2 separate regions of the Ovis aries genome follow, and region 2 is linked to region 1. A link is a contact called in public Hi-C data. All regions are on one chromosome and are shown on one strand. Each heading gives the region's core, a stretch centred on a gene start, on an enhancer-like site or on the middle of the called end of the contact. The rest is flanking DNA. Distances are from core to core; before and after follow the strand shown.

Region 1 (6,060 bases), core at 769-3,268:
CGGGTGGAAGAGAGGGAAGCAGCATGCCCCAAACAAAAGGGACCCTCGCCCCCCGCACCCCGGAACAGCAACAGTGGGGAACACTGATGAAAGGCCAGAACCCCAACTGCCAAAGTCTAGCGGGGGAGACCACCGGGGGCCCAGAGCGGGTGGGACCCCGACCTCAACACCCTCGAGGGCCCTTCGGCTTTGTCCCTGCTTCTCAGAGTCCTCATGCCCAGCCTGGACGCCTCAGACACCTCCCTCCCCAATTCACGAGCTGTTGGCCAGGCTGGTTTTTCAGGGGTCTGGCGGGAGGCAGAAGGGCCCCACGCTCAGAACGAGGACTCTCGCAGATGGAGATGGGGGGAACAGGGGAATCCCAGCTGAGCCCTAGAAGGGGAAGGGAGGCACCACTCCCCAGATGGAAGCGCTGGGGAGGTTCCTACGTTTTGGGGATGAGGACCCAAGGGGGTGGCTAAACTTAAGGAAGGACTGCAGAGGAAAGGACATTCCGAAAAGCTGCATATTTACGGAGCTACTAGAGGAAGGTCTGAAATCGGGGGAAGGATCACATAAGAGGAGATTCCAGACTGGGGGGGTGGGGGTGTGTGTGTGGCTGACAAAAAAAGATTCCACTTGGGGTTGGGGGGGATTCTCTGATTTGAGAATTTCAGAGAGAAAGCAGTTGAAGTGGGTTCTCTGATTTACGGGGAGTTTCGTGGGGGTAAGTATCGAGGATTTGTGGACAGGTGGAATCCTAAATGTGGCAATGTTTCCATAAGGAGCGGTGAACTTGGCCGTAACTCGGTCGAAACCCTCGCGCCCAGAGTACCGGCGCTCTAACTCGGGGTGGGGGGGAGGGCTTCCCTCTGGGTAAGGGGGCCCCCGCGCCCCCTTCAACCTGGTTCCGACGGCTCCGCCCCCAGGGATGACGTCACCGCCCCTCCTCCCAGCCCCCAAGGGGGCTCCCAGGGCGTGCAGAACCCGCGAGGCTAGCAGCTGAAGGGGCGGCTTCCCCTCTCCCGGGATCCCCATGGGGGCCCCAGCTCCTAGGGGAGGTCGGGCGCCCGGCACGCGCGCCCGCCCGCCCGTCCGCCCGTCCGCCAGGGTCCCTGGGGCTGGGGGCTGAGTCTTGCCCCACTTGGGGGATATGAGAGGGGCGATGGGTCCGCAAAAGGGTGGGGCAAGGCAAGGTAGCGGAGGGCCACCCCCCATCAAAGGATAGATGAGACCGAGAGGGCGCTAGGGGGAGACAGCATTGAGTAGGGGGTCTCTAGAGGAGGGGGATTAAAGAGCGAAGGCGGAGGGCACAACAGCTACCCTGGGCGCACCGTCCAGTCGGTGCCCTCCTCGCTCTCACCTGGAGGCACCTGTCCCGGGCTTGTCTCCACTCCGGGCCGCCCGCGCGCCCCCCAGCCCCAGCACAGCGCCCCCTGCCTCCGGAACCCGCCCGGGGAGCCTGGCTGGGCGCCGCCGGGGCCAGCACCCCCTCCGCACATACGCGCGTCCTCCCTCCGCGCCTTTGCCCCGCCCGCAGCCCGGGGTGGTGCAGCCGGCGGCGCTGGGCAGCTTCCAACGCCGCGCTCCGGGCGAGTCCAGCCCAGCCCCCTCCCGGCCGCGAAACCCCCAGCCCCGCCCGCCGAGCCCCATCCCCCGCAGCCCCTTCCCACCCCGGCCCAGCCTCTCAGGGGCATTGTTCGGACGTAGCCTGCCCGGCGCAGCGGCTGGGCGTGCAGCCGGCTGCAGCGGAGCATCCTCCAAGCACAATGGCCGTACAGGCTTCCCCGGCACAAAGCCGGCGCGCTGCCCACTCCGCCGTCTCCAAGACCCCCACTGGAGCGCCTGCATTTCTTTGAATCGAATTCAAGATTATTTTTCCCCCTTTACCTGGAGGCTGGCTGGGCTGGGCTCCCCCGGCTCTGCCCCGCTTCACATCCTGGCTGTTGCATGGGATTCGAGCGGAGCCCGAGCGCCAGCGGCTCGCGGCGTGCGCGCGCCGGCCGGGCTGCCGGGCGGGCGGCGCGAGGACACTCACTGCGGCTCGCGCTCCCCTCGCGCCGGCTCGCGCGCCCCCCCAGCCGGTGACGTCATCCCTTCCGCCACCGCCGCCGCCGCCGGCCGGGGGCGGGGCCCGCTATGGCGCGTCACTGCGCAGCCGCGCAGCCGCCACGCCCCTCGGCCAATGAGGCGGCTTTGGCGGGGGCACGTGGGCCGGGGCGTTTAAAGGGCTGTAGGAGCACGTGGGGGTGTGGGGCTTCGAGGGACAGCACCAGGGACCCCTCTGCCCGCTGGTCCCCCCGTTAGCCCCAGGGCACTTGGCACAAGGGTCATGGTGCTTGCCATCTCCTGGTCTAGACTCTGCCCTGGCTTTCCAGTGCCCTCTGTATAAATTCCAACCTCTTCTGTGAGACTCACTTCTCCGCACTGGCACCCACCACCTTATTCCAGGTGTCCATGCTTAAGCCAAACCAGCATCTTACAGTTCTTCCAGTCTACTCACTCCTGACAAGATCTTGCTCCTGCTGTTCCTTCACCTGGCACAGTCTTCCCCGCGGCACACACCCCCCCCCCCCACGCCTCCCCCCACCCCCGCCCGGGGATTTTTCTGGGTCTTCCAAGGTGGCGCTAGTGGTAAAAAAAAAAAAAAAAAAAAAAACCGCCTGCCAATGCAGAAGATGCAAACAGATGAGGGCTAGATCCCTGGGTTGGGGAGATTCCCTGGAGGAGGACACGGCAATCCACTCCAGTATTCTTGCCTGGAGAATCCCTTGGATAAAGGAGTCTGGTGGGCTACACTCCATAGAGGGGCAAAGCGCCGGACAGGACCAAAGCGACTTAGCACAGCATCTTCCCCAGTTCTTCTCTCCCGTCTCTGTTCAACCGGCAGCACCTGGAAGAAGCCCTCCTTGACTATGGCCATCGGCCACCCTAAGCTCCATTATCTATGCCATCATCCTGATTTTATTCTGATCATGCTAGGGTGTACCTCCGTGGGGCCTGGAGATCCTAGCTTATTGATTGCATGAATGAGGGAACATTTCCTGCAGAGTAAGCACTTTCCAAACCTCTCACCTAATTACCATCACCTGCTGCCCTTGAGGCAAGGCAAACCACAGTAGGAACCCCAGCTCAAACACTGGCTTGCTGTGTGGGGCCCTATCTCAGCTTTTCCACCTGCAAAATGTGTTTGCTCCACCTCCCTGGGTCTCAGTTTCCCATCTGTGAAATGGAGCAAGGTGGCCGTTGCTCACAAGAGAGAGAGTGTAAGGATGAAGTGTGGTAGGGTGCCTGCCTGGCGCATAGTTGGCACATGAAAATGGGACAGTGAGGGGGAAAGGACAGAAAGAAAAAAGGGAAAGATTACCATGGAGGGCTGGAGGGCTCAAAGATGCCAAACAAGATTGCGCATCAAATGACTGTGTTCTGAACCGGTTGGAAGCATCTTATTTCATCAAGGTATGAGTTTGAAGAGGGCCTCATGCGCATAAAAGGACTCAAGTTTAGAATTTGGGGGGGTTTTCCTCACAAATCGTTGATTCATTCATTCCTGGCCAAAGATGCAGATATAAACAAAAGGCATTAACCCCAGGGAACAAAACAAAAAGGCGGAAGTCATAAATAGGAGACAAGAGAGGAGAGGATGAATAATTAAACAGGGAACCTAAATTAAGCCTGGAGTTTCCCAGCGGCCAGTGCAGGTTTGCAGAACTTATTTGTCTTCCTTCCTGGCAGTGTGACCCTGACCATTGACAATCTGACCTTGGTTTTCTCATCCAAGCAATGGAGATACAACTGCATCTTAAAGAATCAAACGGGATGGTCTGTGCACAAATGCTTAGCTGATCTGAAATACACAGTAGGTGCTCAAGCCCTGTATACTCGTTGGAGGTAGACTTCTGGTTCTGGAGGGGCTGGACATGGCATGAGCCACACTTAGCCCTGCCACCTATTAGGTGAAGGACTTTAAAAATGCCCCTCTGAGCCTCACTGCTACCGTCTTCAGAAAGGGTACAATCTCGTCTACTTCTGAGAGTTCTTGTGAGCTGGCAAGGAAAACAGTTGCAAAACATGGTACAGTGCGTGCTCAGGACACCAAACCATTCAAGCCATCAATCTGTGTGCCAGGCTGTTTCTAGGGCTGGGCACAGAAAGAAACAAAACAGGCTAAAAAATTCCTGTCCTCTAGAAGTTGATTCCAGGGGAGGAAATAGACAATATCTCACTTGGGGTAAAAACACAAGCCTTCTTTGCAGCCCACAAGGTACTCCACTGCCTACCCCCCATCAGCTCCCTGCTCTCACCATCTGCTCCCCCAACCCTTGCTCACTCCTGTCCACCTGTACCAGCCACCTCACTGTTCCTTGCAAACATCAGGCACAGTCCAGCCTCAGGGCCTTTGCACTGGCTGTTCCCTTTTCCTAGAATGCTGTTCCCAAGGCTGGCTCCTCATCCTTCAAAACTCTGAGAGACCCTCCCTGACCATCCTGCCAAAGTTTATCTTCATCTCTGTACCTGATTATTTATTATGATTTGGAGTGATTACTATCTGGGGACAGTTTGTTTGTTTTCTGTCTCCCCACTTTATCTGTGCCTCAGTTTACCCATCTGCCAATGCAGGATAGTAAGAATCTCTTATCTCCTCGGGTGTTGGGAGGGTGAAATGAGTTACTTCATCTAGATTCTAGAAGGGATTGCTTGATAAATGTGTAAATGGGAAAACCAGGATGACTAGCCAGGTGATCATAAAAATCCATACAAGGGGAACAGAACATTCTAGTCTGATATTATTGCCAGCCCTGGAATATAGACAAGTGTCAGAGGGCATTAAAGATCCAGTAACCAAGACTTCCTGCAAGCCAAAGCTTGAAGAGAAAATAGGAGAGAATATTCTCCCTTGGGGCATGGCTTAAGCCTCAGAGCTCCACAAGGTGGAAAACACTAGAATTGGGAGGTGGGGTGTGGTAGGTTCTGAGTCTCTTGTGTCTGCCAACCACAGGGAATGGCAAGCTGTGGAGGTGACTCATGGTTTGTGGGGTGAATCGTTCAGTCATTGAGCATTGCCGCCTCGTGCAGGGGAGTGGTGGGCTTTCTCCATTTTTCCCTCCTCCTCCCTCTGTGCCAACACACTCTCCAATCCAGCACCTCCCAAAACCTGATTATTAGCTTTGTTTTTTTTAATTGAGACAACTCCAGAGGAACCATCAACTGCCCGTCACGGCATGTATAAGACTGTTTCTGCCAAGTTCGCAGAACCCAGCCTTCAATTCTTGAAAACCGCTTCCAAAACATCTCCCCCACAACTCTGCCCTATGCCAGAGTTCACTGTCTTTGTACATTCCTTCAGGTCAAACATTTCCTTCTCTGTCTCTACCCAAGTTCACTTCAAATGCCAAAGAGAAAAGGGGCAGATGGAAACACCTCCTTGGCTAACAGCTTGCTCTTTTCTATATTCAATGTGGGGCTCCCTTGGGGGTCCCCCTGAGTTAGCTTATCAGGAAATCATTAGGACTCTGGAGTCAGAGAGACATGGCTTCAAATCCTGGCTGTGACATTTAAAATTCAACATCCCTCATGATAAAATACGCAGCAAACTAGGCGTAGAGGGTACTTCCTTGACCTGATAAAGGACATCAACCAACAACATCATACTTAATGATGAAAGACTGAATGATGTCCCTCTAATCCCTCTAAGATCAAGAACGAGACAGTGATGTCCCTGCTCACAAGTCATATTCAACATTGTACCAGAGAGTATAGTCAGATAGTTAGGCAAGAGGACAGGCATCCAGATGGGAAATGAAGAATTAAAACAATCTCTATTTGCACATCATTTTATAGATAGAAAAGCCTGAGGAATCCACTTAAAAAAAAACTGTTAAAACTAGTAAACAAGTTCAGCAAGGCTGCAGCACTAATACACTAAATCCATTGTATTTCCTAAGCAGTGGCAATAAACACGAAAAATGAAATCAAGAAACCAATACCATTTGCACATATCAAAAAGAATAAAACACTTGGAGATACATTGACTGAGAAAGGCAAAACTTATACTATGAAAACGGCAAGGTGGTGCTGGAA
Region 2 (5,906 bases), core at 3,106-5,605, 89 kb before region 1:
AGGCCACATTCAGTGGTGACATCTATGAGAGGCACCGGACCTTCAGGGCAAGCACATGAAAAGGCACCGGTGTAGTCTCTGTCTTACAGACCAGCAAGGGCAGTGGGGTACTGAGAGGTCAAACAGCAGTCACACAGCTGACTGGGGGAGGCATGGAAAACCCTGGAGGGGGTGGGCTGAGCTTACTGGACAGGCACGGGGCTCTGGCCATCTGGCAGATACACCACGATGAAGCCATCGGAGTCAGGCTTGGGGGTCACGCTGGGCTTCGAGCTGAGCAGGTTGAAGGCGGTCCAGGCCGTGACTGTCTGCTGGAGGCCGCCCAGGCTGCTGCCGCGGTTGGTCAGCACGAAGTTATAGAAGGTGTTGGGCTTGAGGTGAGTGATGAGCTTCTTGGTGGTGCGGCCATCCACGTCCAATGTGAGCCCATTGTATTGGATCTGTGGGGCGGGCCAGTTCAGCGGAGCTCTGGGTTGAGCCCTGATCCTCACTGAGCCTGGATCTCAGACTTAGCCTGGACCCTATGATATGATCTGTGACCCCAGACTGAACCTCAATTACAGCTGTAGCCCTAATTCCAAGCCTTGACCCCAAGACTCAATCTCGACCCCAGACTAAGCTCCGAACCCAGTTGATTCTCAATTACAGGCAAGTCTCAACTCAAAGTTCCAATCCTTAAAACGTCCAGATTCCGCACTTAGGCTTGACTAGACACTGAGAGACTGAGCCTCAAATACTAGCTGATCCCCAGCTAAGCCCCAGTTCTGAGCGAACCCTAATTCCCCCACTGAACCACGACCCCTGCTGAGTCCCAACTGTGCATCCCAATCCTGACTGAGCCCCGAACCCAGGCTGAGCCTCAATATCCCACCCAGTCACCAGTCCAACTGACCCCCTACCCTGACTCCAGATGGTACCCTCACCCTGGTCGAGCCCCGCCCCACATATACTCTAACCCCGGCTGAGCCCCACCCCAACACACCCTAGCCCCCCGTCCTAGATGTACAGGAGGCTGCGCACCTTGTATGGGGTGGGTGAGTTGTAGTTGTCTGGGAATTCCCAGCTGAGCAGGACCGATGTCTTCATGATCATCTTCACCTTGAAGTTCTTGGGCGAGACTGTGCCACACAGCAGCAGGTGGGAGAGAGCAGAGGAGAGATTCCCATGAGTGCTGGGGGGCTGGGCATGGGTACGGGGTGGGGTGGGGCGGCCCAGGCGCTCCCTGTCGTCCGCTGTGCCCGTGGCCTTACTGCCTGGCCCTGGCCCGGCCCTGCCTGGCCCTGTCCCATGTCCCTGCTGCGGGAGACGGCGCAGCTGCAGAGAGAAGGCGGAGGCGGAGGAGGGGAGGGGGGACGGGTTGGGTGGGTGGGTGGGGGGCGGCGGTGGGGGCGGCGGTGCCACCTAGGCATGTCCCACCTTTGCCAAACGCCGGAGCCTCGGGGTCCGGACTCGCCTTGAGCGTCCACGTGGAAGCAGAAAAGTGACCACTTACCTGGGCAGGGGAGAGGGAGGGGGCTGGGGTAGGGGTGGGCACGAGGCCCGGTCCGGCTCTGGTGCGGGGGTCACCGCGCGCCTACCTTGGTCCCGCAGGAACGTCCGGTAGCGGACAGGGGGGCTGTAGGGGCCGGGGCCCCGGCGCGTGTGGGCCCGCACTTGGAGGTCATAGGCCGTGTCGGGCTTGAGGCCCTGCAGCGTGAGCACGTTCTCGGCGCCCGGCTCGGCCGCCGCCGGCAGCTCGGTCTCTCGGGCGGGGCCCAGGGTGCCAGCCTCCCGCACGGCCACTGTGTACTTGACAATGGCCCCGTTGCGCTCGGCGGGCACGGGCGGCAGCCAGCGGAGCAGGACGGTGCCCGCCGTGGCGTTGCCGGCTGCCTCCAGGATCTGCGGGTGGCCACGGGGTGTGTCCTCAGGGATGCTCAAGACCTCGGCCACCTCCTCGCCCAGGCCACCTCGGCTCCGGGCCGCCAACCGGAACACATACGTGGCCCCCTTGTGCACGCCCGATGCGGTGTAGTGGTCCTCGGTGGGCGGGAACTCCAGCGTGGCCAGGGGGGATGAGTCTTCGCGGCCGAACTGCAAGCGATAGCCCAGCACCTCGTCCTCGGTGGCGCCGGCCGGGGGCTCCCAGCGTGCCAGCAGGCTGCCCTCAGGGGTCTGCTGCACCGACAGGGTGGGGCGGCCCAGCACTGTGGGGGGATACAGGGCAGGCATCAAGGCCACGTGATCAACCCCCAGCTCCAGAGCACAGCGTGAGGTTGCAATTTTTTGGCCACTTGTGGGATCTCAGTTCCCCAACCAGGTATCGCACTTGGGCCCTCAGCAGTGAAAGCACAGAGTCCTAACCACCAAACCACCAGAGAAGTCCCAAGGAACTGCAGTTTTTAAAAGCCATCTTGGGAAGGCCATGCTCAAAAGCAAAGACTCGAGGGAGGTGAAAGAGGGAGCCACAAAGAGGTCCGGGGGGGAACAGTGCTTCAGGCAGAGGGAACAGCCACTGAGGGACAGGGGAAGCAGGGGACGCAGAGGACCCGAGACAGGAAAGCACCCACAGAGGCCACAGCAGGCCCTCATCTCTGCATCTCGAGTGAACAAGTCACTTGTCTCCTGCCTCCTGCCAGCGCCTCATTAGCATCAATGGAATGGAGGAGTGTCTAAAACCCTGTCTCTGCCCCCCATGGTTCTCACAGTTTGGGTAGTAATCAATGCATCAAAGTCCTGAGAAGTCCTGCAGTGCTGAAGTGCTACACGTGAAACCAGGCTTCTCTGCTGGAGGACTTATCAGGGCCTTTAATGGAAGGTGGTATGAACAGTCACAGTGTATGCGGCAGGTTCTGCTTAGCAAGCATGACTCTAACACAACATCCCTGAGAGAGGCAAGAGAGACATGGGAAGCTTCCTGGAGGTGGTAACATGGGAGCTGGATGCTGGATGACAAAGATACTAGGCAGGTGAAGAGCACAGTAGGGGGCATGGGCCAGCAACAGTGTGAAGGCATGCCGTGTCCAGCTGGGCGGCCTTGAATATCAGGATCTGTGGTGAGAAGAAAGATGGAGGCCATGGGGGTCCTTCTCTGTTTTGGAACACACCAAGCTTGTTCCCCTCTCTGAGCCTTTGCTTGGGTTATGCTCTCTGCTTGCAATGCCCTCCCCTTAGGTTTTCACAGCTGCCTCTCTCCTCACTCAGCTAATCCTGGCTGGTGAAAAACCAGCCTCTCAGGACTGACAGGAGGAGCCAGAGGGGAAACTAAGGCAGGGCTGCCAGGAGAGGAGGCTTCATGGTACCATGGGGGAGATGGAGACACGACCCTGAAATGACAACCTGCTTGTGGGGATCGGAGCTGGGATGGGGGAGGCAGGTGGGGCAGAGAGCAGAGCTGGTCACGATTGTTGGCTGGAAGGGGGGTGAGGCGGGTGGCTGGAGAAGGCTTCTCAAGGAGGGAGACTAATCAAAGACCTACAGGATGTGGAGGAGACAGCCAGCTGGGAGAAGGGTTATCAGCACAGGGGGAACAGGAGGCAGAGGGTGAGAAGTTAGGAACTGCCTGTTTAAGAGATGTCCCTGGTGATCCAGGGGCTAAGATTCTGTGCTCCCAACGCAGGGGGCCCGGGTTTGATCCCTGGTGGGGGAACTACATCCCACACGCAGCATGTAAGAGTTCACACGCCACAACGAAGACTCAGCGCAACCAAATCAATATGTTAAAGAAAAACAAAAAGAGTAGGGTGTTGAAGGTTTCCATCTAGCTGGAGCTGAATGGGGCTGGACCACGCTGAGTCTGGGTGTCCTCTTGAACAACCCCCACACTTTGCTCTGCTCCTCCCTCCTGGTGCACCCTCCCGCCCCGCCACGCACCATGGGCTCAAGAACTCTGCAAGGACGCTCTGAGGGCAAAGGGTCAGTGACAGTCTCGTACCTGCTCCCTTGGTCACTACCACCTTGGGTTTACTGCGAGCGCCATCGCCTTTCATGGTGTAGGCGGCTACCGTGATGGAATAGGCAGTCTCAGGCTGCAGGTTTGTGATGACCATCTCCTGCGGGCAGGGGTGGCGATCAGTGATGCAGCCTGGGCTGCCCACCCTCCTCCCCGTGCCAGGGACAAGCCAGGCGGACGCGGGGCCCAGTCCGCGGGCAGAGACGTGCACCCGAGCTCATGCCACAGATCTCAACACGTAGCATGTTCATGCTGAGATGGGCACACGTGGCCTCATGACACCAGTCATGGCCCACCTGGACCAGGGCAATGCCCAGCCCCCTGCTTTGGTCCCCAGCTACCACGCTTTCCCACCCAGTCTGTCCTCCCTGCAGTGGCCTCCAGAGGGCGTGTGTGAGCACCTGACCACAGCCCTCCAGGACTCCCAGTTCCCTACGGGCAAAAGCCCAAGTCCCTCCCACCGCCTGCTGCCCACAAGGCCCTGACTGAGCTGCCCTGTCCCCTCCCTCGCTCACTCTGCTCTAGCCACATGGGCCTCCTGGCTATTCCTCCTACACACCGGACACAGCCCCGCCCTGGGGCCTTTGCACTGGCTGTCCCCCCTGCCTCCACTATGTCCCTTGGAGTGCTGGAGATTCCTTACAACAGCTCTCAAAAGCCAAGAGTCAGGCTTTCAGAAAATCTGCAAGCCAGTTCTTAAAACACAGTGATGATGGAAAATGAATTATAGAGGCTTCCCTGTTGGCTCAGTGGTAAAGAATCTGCCTGCCAATGCAGGAGACACGGGTTCAGTCCCTGGTCAGGGAAGATCCTACATGTGGTGGAGCAACCATGCACCACAGCTACTAAGCCTGTGCTCTAGAGCCTGGAGCCACAACCACTGAGCCCACGTGCCGCAACTCCTGAGGCCTGAGCGCCCTAGAGGCTGCGCTCTGCACCGAGAGAAGCCACTGTAACAAGCAGCCCAGGCTCACTGCAGCAGGAGAAAAGCCTGCACGGCAACGGAGACCCGGCACAGCCGGAAACAATAAAATTTAAAAAACTATGAAAAATGAAGTTATATAAATGTACAATCAAATAAATAGTAAAAACAAAGGGAGTAAATACTCAAACCCGTTCCTCCTTAATTATTTTACTGTGTTAACTAATACTTATGCCTTCAAGGTTATTCTTTTTTAAAATTATATCTGAAATTGTAACAAGTTTGCAGCAGTATATTTTTAAACTTTTTTCCCTTCATTTTCTTTTCTACTATGGTCCAGGAGCCACTCAGGTAAGAGGGCTAGTGGATACCTCCAGGGTCCTCAGCAGGTACCTATTTACCTGATGCAAAACTGAGGCTACAAGCTCCAAGAGGTAACAAGGTCACAGGATACTGAACAGTTGCCTGTGCTACATATTACGACCCTGTTGTTCACCCACATCCATCTCTCATATCTGTTTAACAGAAATACTATACAATGATGAGCTACCGCAAACCTGACTGGTAGCTTGAAATTGACGTGGTGGGAATGTTTACACCATGGAGAAGGGTAAATGCCACACCAGTCAGGACTGTGCCCACCTGCCCGCCTGCCTGGACAGCTGACCGTTCAAGCCTTTACACCACTGTCTACACCCCTTCCTCACCAGAGCTGTAACTAGACAGGCATTTGTGCGTGTTCCAAGTAATATCCCTCTCCCCTGGACCATGACCCCCCTTGGGCTCAGGGCTGTCCTGGCCACCGCTGTGTCCACGGCACCTAGCAGAGATCTACACTAGAGGAAGTGCTCAGTTACTCACTGCTCCCTCAGTGACTGACAGAGCACCCTGACCTCCCCCACAGGCACACGTGTGCCCATGTTTCCATCCATGCACACCCACCAACACGTCAGCCATGCCTGGGAGCGGTGGGGTGGCCCCAGGAGCACAAGGAGGGGGGCCAGGATGCACGAACAGGGGTCTCCTGCCCCTGAGCCTCAGACATTATCCTTC

Evidence for each region. Hi-C and Micro-C count contacts between places; a contact is called where the count stands out from the background.
Region 2: a Hi-C map of hypothalamus shows a contact between it and region 1, with 2.9 times the contacts expected there. The contact joins the enhancer-like site here to the promoter of PTPRS in region 1. A contact is called at or near these places in 3 of 16 Hi-C or Micro-C datasets (hypothalamus, muscle and tail adipose tissue).

What each region holds. Positions count from the first base shown.
Region 1 is chr5:16,748,576-16,754,635 of ARS-UI_Ramb_v3.0, reverse strand. It overlaps PTPRS (protein tyrosine phosphatase receptor type S), which reads right to left and starts at 2,018. Exons shown (of 35, transcript XM_060416308.1): 1 at 1,870-2,018.
Region 2 is chr5:16,840,505-16,846,410 of ARS-UI_Ramb_v3.0, reverse strand. It overlaps PTPRS (protein tyrosine phosphatase receptor type S), which reads right to left. Exons shown (of 35, transcript XM_060416308.1): 14 at 3,914-4,031; 15 at 1,578-2,186; 16 at 1,021-1,118; 17 at 187-440. Among named protein-coding and RNA genes, the nearest start is that of PTPRS, 91 kb to the right of the region's middle. Within about 2 kb of position 4,355, at least 9 of the 54 cell types and tissues checked have an H3K27ac peak or open chromatin away from gene starts, as enhancers often do. A contact at or near this core is called in hypothalamus, where this site is marked.